2 separate regions of the Danio rerio genome follow, and region 1 is linked to region 2. Evidence: chromatin contacts called from public Micro-C data. All regions are on one chromosome and are shown on one strand. The core of a region is the stretch at or near the end of the contact, and the rest is flanking DNA. Distances in the headings are between cores, read along the strand shown. Region 1 holds the start of cyp26a1 (cytochrome P450, family 26, subfamily A, polypeptide 1). Region 2 has its middle 63 kb from the start of reep3b.

Evidence for each region. A called contact is a pair of places that touch in the nucleus more often than the background predicts.
Region 1: a Micro-C map of caudal fin shows a contact between it and region 2, with 5 times the contacts expected there. The contact joins the promoter of cyp26a1 here to the enhancer-like site in region 2. A contact is called at or near these places in 2 of 18 Hi-C or Micro-C datasets (caudal fin and skeletal muscle) and 1 of 4 datasets of contacts at active chromatin or transcription factors (gastrula embryo).

What each region holds. Positions count from the first base shown.
Region 1 is chr12:9,511,697-9,514,429 of GRCz12tu, forward strand. It overlaps cyp26a1 (cytochrome P450, family 26, subfamily A, polypeptide 1), which reads right to left and starts at 1,383. Exons shown (of 7, transcript NM_131146.2): 1 at 1,122-1,383; 2 at 766-990; 3 at 1-131. The coding sequence starts at 1,310.
Region 2 is chr12:9,437,096-9,440,020 of GRCz12tu, forward strand. No RefSeq gene overlaps it. Among named protein-coding and RNA genes, the nearest start is that of reep3b, 63 kb to the left of the region's middle. Within about 2 kb of position 1,511, at least 1 of the 62 cell types and tissues checked has an H3K27ac peak or open chromatin away from gene starts, as enhancers often do. A contact at or near this core is called in caudal fin, where this site is marked.

The sequences.
Region 1 (2,733 bases), core at 133-2,632, 74 kb after region 2:
TTCTTCATTTCTGGATAAACCAGCACGCAGGAGTCTTTTTGCAGCCATTCCTGTATGGCGCTCTTCACCTCCTGCTGGATCACAGGAATGTAGTGCTCCAGAGCATCTCGAGAGAACGCCCTCATAATGGCCTAAAACAGAAGAAGAAGAAAAAACTTTTAATTTCCAAAATAATTATATCAGACAATCTGCATTTTTGAAGATGCCTCAAATATTTCATATATTATATTGGGTAATATATAAAATGTTTATTTTAAAATTACTATATAAATATATCATATTTATTCTATATTTAATATATAAAATATTTAACATTAAGTTTCACACATGAGTGAGTGTCAAACATTCATATTAAAGCAGCAAAAATGCATGTATCTTTGTAAGAAGCAAAAATATTGTATTTTTTTAAATTAATGACTAAGTAAAGGCAAGATACTCAAAAAAAAGTACATTTTGAATTGAAAAGACTGAAATACCTTGACATTTTTTGCATTACTTACAATTTTTTTAAAAACATTTTACAGTATAGATGCATTAAAAAAACATTGAGTTGCTTCAACTCAAATCTGGGTTAAATATCGACAAAACCAACCATTTCTTACATCTTTATTTTACTAGAAAGAAAGAAAGAAAGAAAGAAAGAAAGAAAGAAAGAAAGAAAGAAAGAAAGAAAGAAAGAAAGAAAGAAAGAAAGAAAGAAAGAAAGAAAGAAAGAAAGAAAGAAAGAAAAAGAAAGAAAAAGAAAGAAAATCTTATCATCCTTACCTTTTTCTTGTTTTTGTGTTGAACTCCATGGACATTGGAGAGGGTGTCAGAGCCCAGGATGGTTCTCACTGATGCTGGCCACTGAACAGACACCAGCTTGTGTTCGCCCAGCAGAATCTGCCTCACATTATCAGCTCCCATCACCCTGACAGTCGGGTTCCCGAAGAGGTGCGTCTTGTAGATGCACCCGTATTTCTGCCGTTTCATGCGCAGAAACTTCCTTCTCTGTGTGTGATGGAGATGCGTTATTGGCACAAAGCTCACAAATGCATGTTATAATACAAGAAATCGTTGATTTAGCAGTTAAATACTTTCAGCTGAACTTGCAGCAAATTGCTGTAATAGTGCACGCTTACCTGGAGGATCAGCTGGAGCGTTTCTCCAATGAACGGCAAGCCCATGGTACCTGGCGGTAGAGGACTTCTGCAGTTCGGATCGACTCGTCGGATCATTAACATCTCCCACAACTTCACCGCGGCGAGAAAGAGTAAAACGGGTAGCACGATGGTGCAGAGAAAGGTGACCATAAGGGTGTACAGCCCCATGTTGAAGCGCGCAACTGATCGCCAAAACGAAAAACAAGCTTCTGGAGAGGAGACGCGTCTTTACGCACAAACTGAGGGCGTCCTCGCCTGCGCGCCCTTATATATCCATTGCGCGCAGGTCTCCTCCTGTTAACTTCCTCAGATAAATTAGTTCACACAAAGTTCATCTTTAATTGTGGTGTCATCTCGCCCCGCCCACAGGGCAGAAGCGGCTCCAAACTCTCAACCATTTGTTATAGGCGCATTTTAATACCACCTCCTGTAGAAGGCAGACAATCCTGAGATTTCACTTTGAAAAGGTGTTAATTCCCCCGACACAAAAGGAAGCATCCGAGGCTCTTTTGTTGCCAATATTCCCGTCGTTTACACTCATTACTCTGGGCTTGTGTGGCATCAGAACTGCCGTGGAGGATTTAATTGAGGAGCTTAAACTGTGAAGCTTTACTTTTACATTTTAAATCCCTTAAATGTCCCTCTTTTTGTCCTTCTCTGCTCTGGGGGTCCTTAAAAGGCTATAACACATGTTAGACAGCCTACTCAAACATGTTCAGTGCTAATCGTATACATTATATATATGGAAAGTGCAGTTTTAGTCTTAAAGGTTTCAAGTTTAATTAAACATTCAATGAATCGTTTAAGTGAAAATCGTCCCTGCAGCAGTTTATATATAAATATATGTACAGAAGTCAAGATTTGAGTTAGTAGTTAACATATTGTATAATGATTCAATTAATAAATAATGTACTAATAATGCATATTTATAGTGTTATTGTAAAAATATTCATATTTTAAGTGCAGATTTCACTACACTTGAAATGTTGACAACTAATGTAATGTGTATGTATAATAGAAAGCATTTTATTTTCAAAAGTTGATTATAATAGTGTGATTTCTGGATATTTCTATAAATGTAAAGTTCTATACATGTAAAAAAAAAGTTGGATCAGATCACTAATCTCAGGAATTTGCTACTACACTGATACACTTCAAAATATAACGGTAAAGAAAGTGCTAAATATTCATTAACTTTACACTGCAAACAAAATTCGGAGTTTCACACAATTCAAATCAAATTGATAAAGTAATTAAACAAATTAAAGTAGATGGAACATAAAACAACCTGGTTGTCCCCCAAAAATGTCAAGAATTGTGCTGTTTCAGCTCATTTTAAATAAGCAGTTTGAACAAGCAGCATTTGTTTGAGTGTAAAAAGGGGGAACCTGTGAACTCTGGGCTGCATCCAAGTTGTTGAGGTCACTGTTTTCTATAAGCTATGACAGCTGTATGTTGTCAGGTCTGGATCTGATCTCATGTTAGACTTTAACCTGGAACCCGTGCCACAGATATTATGCCCTGTTTTCATGTGGAGCAGAGTGTGCTGTAATATCATAAATATGATCATTGTCTCGCTGCGGGTTCAAAC
Region 2 (2,925 bases), core at 261-2,760:
CAGAGCTTACCATTAATGGCCTTTCTATCATGGATAAAAAATGTAATAACAATTATATCAGGAAAATCCTAACTGCAGATAAAAGTGTTCCTTAAATAGCAATAGTTAAATGGAAACAAGCATTCCCTTCATTCCTTTTTTTCCCCAAAAATCTGGTCAGATATTACAAAATACATAATTCCTAATAAAGTAAAATAAACACTTTTTAAAATATTATAGATATTATCCATGCAATGGTTTTATTAGTAATTTTAAGGAAAATTTTTCACCCTTGTGTTGTTTTTGTAAAATGGAACCGGAAACATTCCTTCATTTATTTTTCAGTTGCAGTTACACAAAACAGTTTTGGTCCCAAGTTTCATTACTACTTTTTAAAGTGTTTTATAAATCTATCAATGTAACTGATAAAATGGTTTTATTTATGCATTATTGAAAATTGACAAAATAGCAAAAATTCTTATTTTATTTGGAAAGTGTCGCATCCCCAAAACAAAGTGTATGCTGACTGTAACAAATTGCAAACTATTTTTCATCGATCTAAAAATTGTTTATGATTCCCTCTCTTCTACACAGAGTAATACCAAAGCTATTAAGACATCCCAACTGCTGGAAAAAAAAACTTAATGTACATGATTAATTTTTGTTGTTAATTCCCTTGTGTACTGTTTTATGTATAGTTCTATACTCCCCTGTTTAATCAATCAATAAAAAACACTGTTATGACGTAAGTCGTCCACTAGATGTCAGACTTTGTTTAACCCAACCGGCTAGTGATTTACCAAGGTTTTACAGGCACAACAATTGTATTTACATTATACAAGCTATTGTCCAATATACAGTTTATTAACTCATCAGTTACTTAAAAATCTCTACTTTATTCGTCAGCGTCATCATTTTGATATCAGTTAAGTTAATTAGCGCTCATTTTTATGTGGTCTTTCTGCATATATGACTAAATTAATTGTTCTAAACTAGTTTTAAAAGCCTTTAGTATTTATAAGTCCATTCATAAAGCATACAAAAAATAAAAAGGTCAATTTAAAAAAATATATTGAATTATAAAAAGCACAGTAGTTGTTATAATTAATACGTGTTTTGTCTTTGCCATGAAGACAGTACATAATATTTTACTGATTTTTAGCTTAAATGTCTATATAAAGGCTTAATTGGGTTAACTAGGCAAGTTATTGGACTACAGTGGTTTTGTCAAAGGGGCCTAAAAATATTGACCATAGCAGTATTTATATTTAAAATATATTTAAAATGTTTAATTCCAAACCAAGCTAAAAGATGACTGCTTCCCTCCAAACTGCCATCAGTCACTGTGGTTGACTGTATCTGTTGTATTGAGAGTGTTCAAGAGCTCCGGGAACAAATTTAGTGTAGTAATTTTTCTGGCTTTCTTTGTGAGTGCCATATCGTTTTATCAGCTAACAGTGGCTCTATAGATGTCAAATGTTGTCCATTACCCCATTCATACTCCACTCCAGGCCTAACACATCTATTAGGAGTTGCATTATATTATATGGCCACACGATGTTGCTATAAGAGTAGAAAGTGATCCCGGGCTTAAAGCAAATTGTAAATTCTGCCATCATTTTCACCTTCACGTCGGTCTTAAGAATATAACATGTCTTTATTTCCTCTGTGAAACACAAAAGGTGAGCTTTTTAACATTTTTATCGTTAAAAACTTTAGGTTTTTAGAAAGTATTAAGTTTTAATGTCGCGTGAGGACGTGTATTTTATTGTCTGAATGTTCACCTCATGTACACACAATGTAAATGCTGAAAGTTAATTTACGAAATTTTCACTTACAGCAACTTCCGTTTTAACGTTAGTCGGACACAAATCTTCATGGTGAGATAAAACAAAACAAAATAAACTCTTAATAATTTTCATAATAAATACCAAACAGTCATATTTTAATGTATTATTCAATTTTAATGTATTAGATTCTGATTTGAGACCTGTTGCACGATTGAATGGTTTTTACATGTCACCAGCAGAGATTCATACGAGCTATTACATATTTTATTAAAACCAAAACCAAAATTTCTTTTATCTCCACATAAACCATTAAATTATATTACTTTTTATTTTACTTTAGAAAAAATAATAATCTTTTTCCAGCTGGCATGGACCACCCATTGCCTTTATTTTGGCCATTGATTTATATTGTATTAAAACATCTTTGGGATTCCCTGCTAAAACAAACCAAAAAAAAAAAAAAGAAAAAACAAACAAAACAAAACAAAACAAAACAAAAAACGCTTAAATAGGCTAAGTTGGCTGGTTTTAGCTGGTTTAAGATGGACATAGCTAGTTTTGGTTGGTCTACCAGCCTGCCTAGGCTGGCCAAGCTGGTCTTAGCTGGTCATCTCACAGCCTAACCAGTTAATTCCAGGCTGGGAATGGCTTGGAAATCCCTCTTAAATTAGGCTGGTCGACCAGCTATAACCAGCTAGCCAGCTTGTTTTTTTTCAGCAGGGTTATTATTAGATAAAAGATGGAAAGTTGAAATAATAGTCTAATCTAACAACTTGATATAACGACTATTCTTCAACTACGGGCACTTTTAGCCTTGTGAAATTGAGGAAAAAAACTTGTTCAAAATTAATGTAACAGCCTCATAAGTTTAAACAATTTGTCTAGTTTTAAGATCTGTAAGAGAACAAACTTAAATAGGAAGAGAAACATTTTTTTCCATCGTGAACTGAACAAATGTCAATTCCACCACATCTCAATATACAGCTTTTATTTCAAAATGAAATAAATTATGCCAGTCAAACATTGTCTGAGATCATTTTTTGTATCTAGTTTAACCAATCTTTCCACAATATATATATATAATAATTATTATGCATTTGTCAATGAAATAAAAATGTTAAATTTACTCCAAAATGTAATATTAATTTTTTAAGAG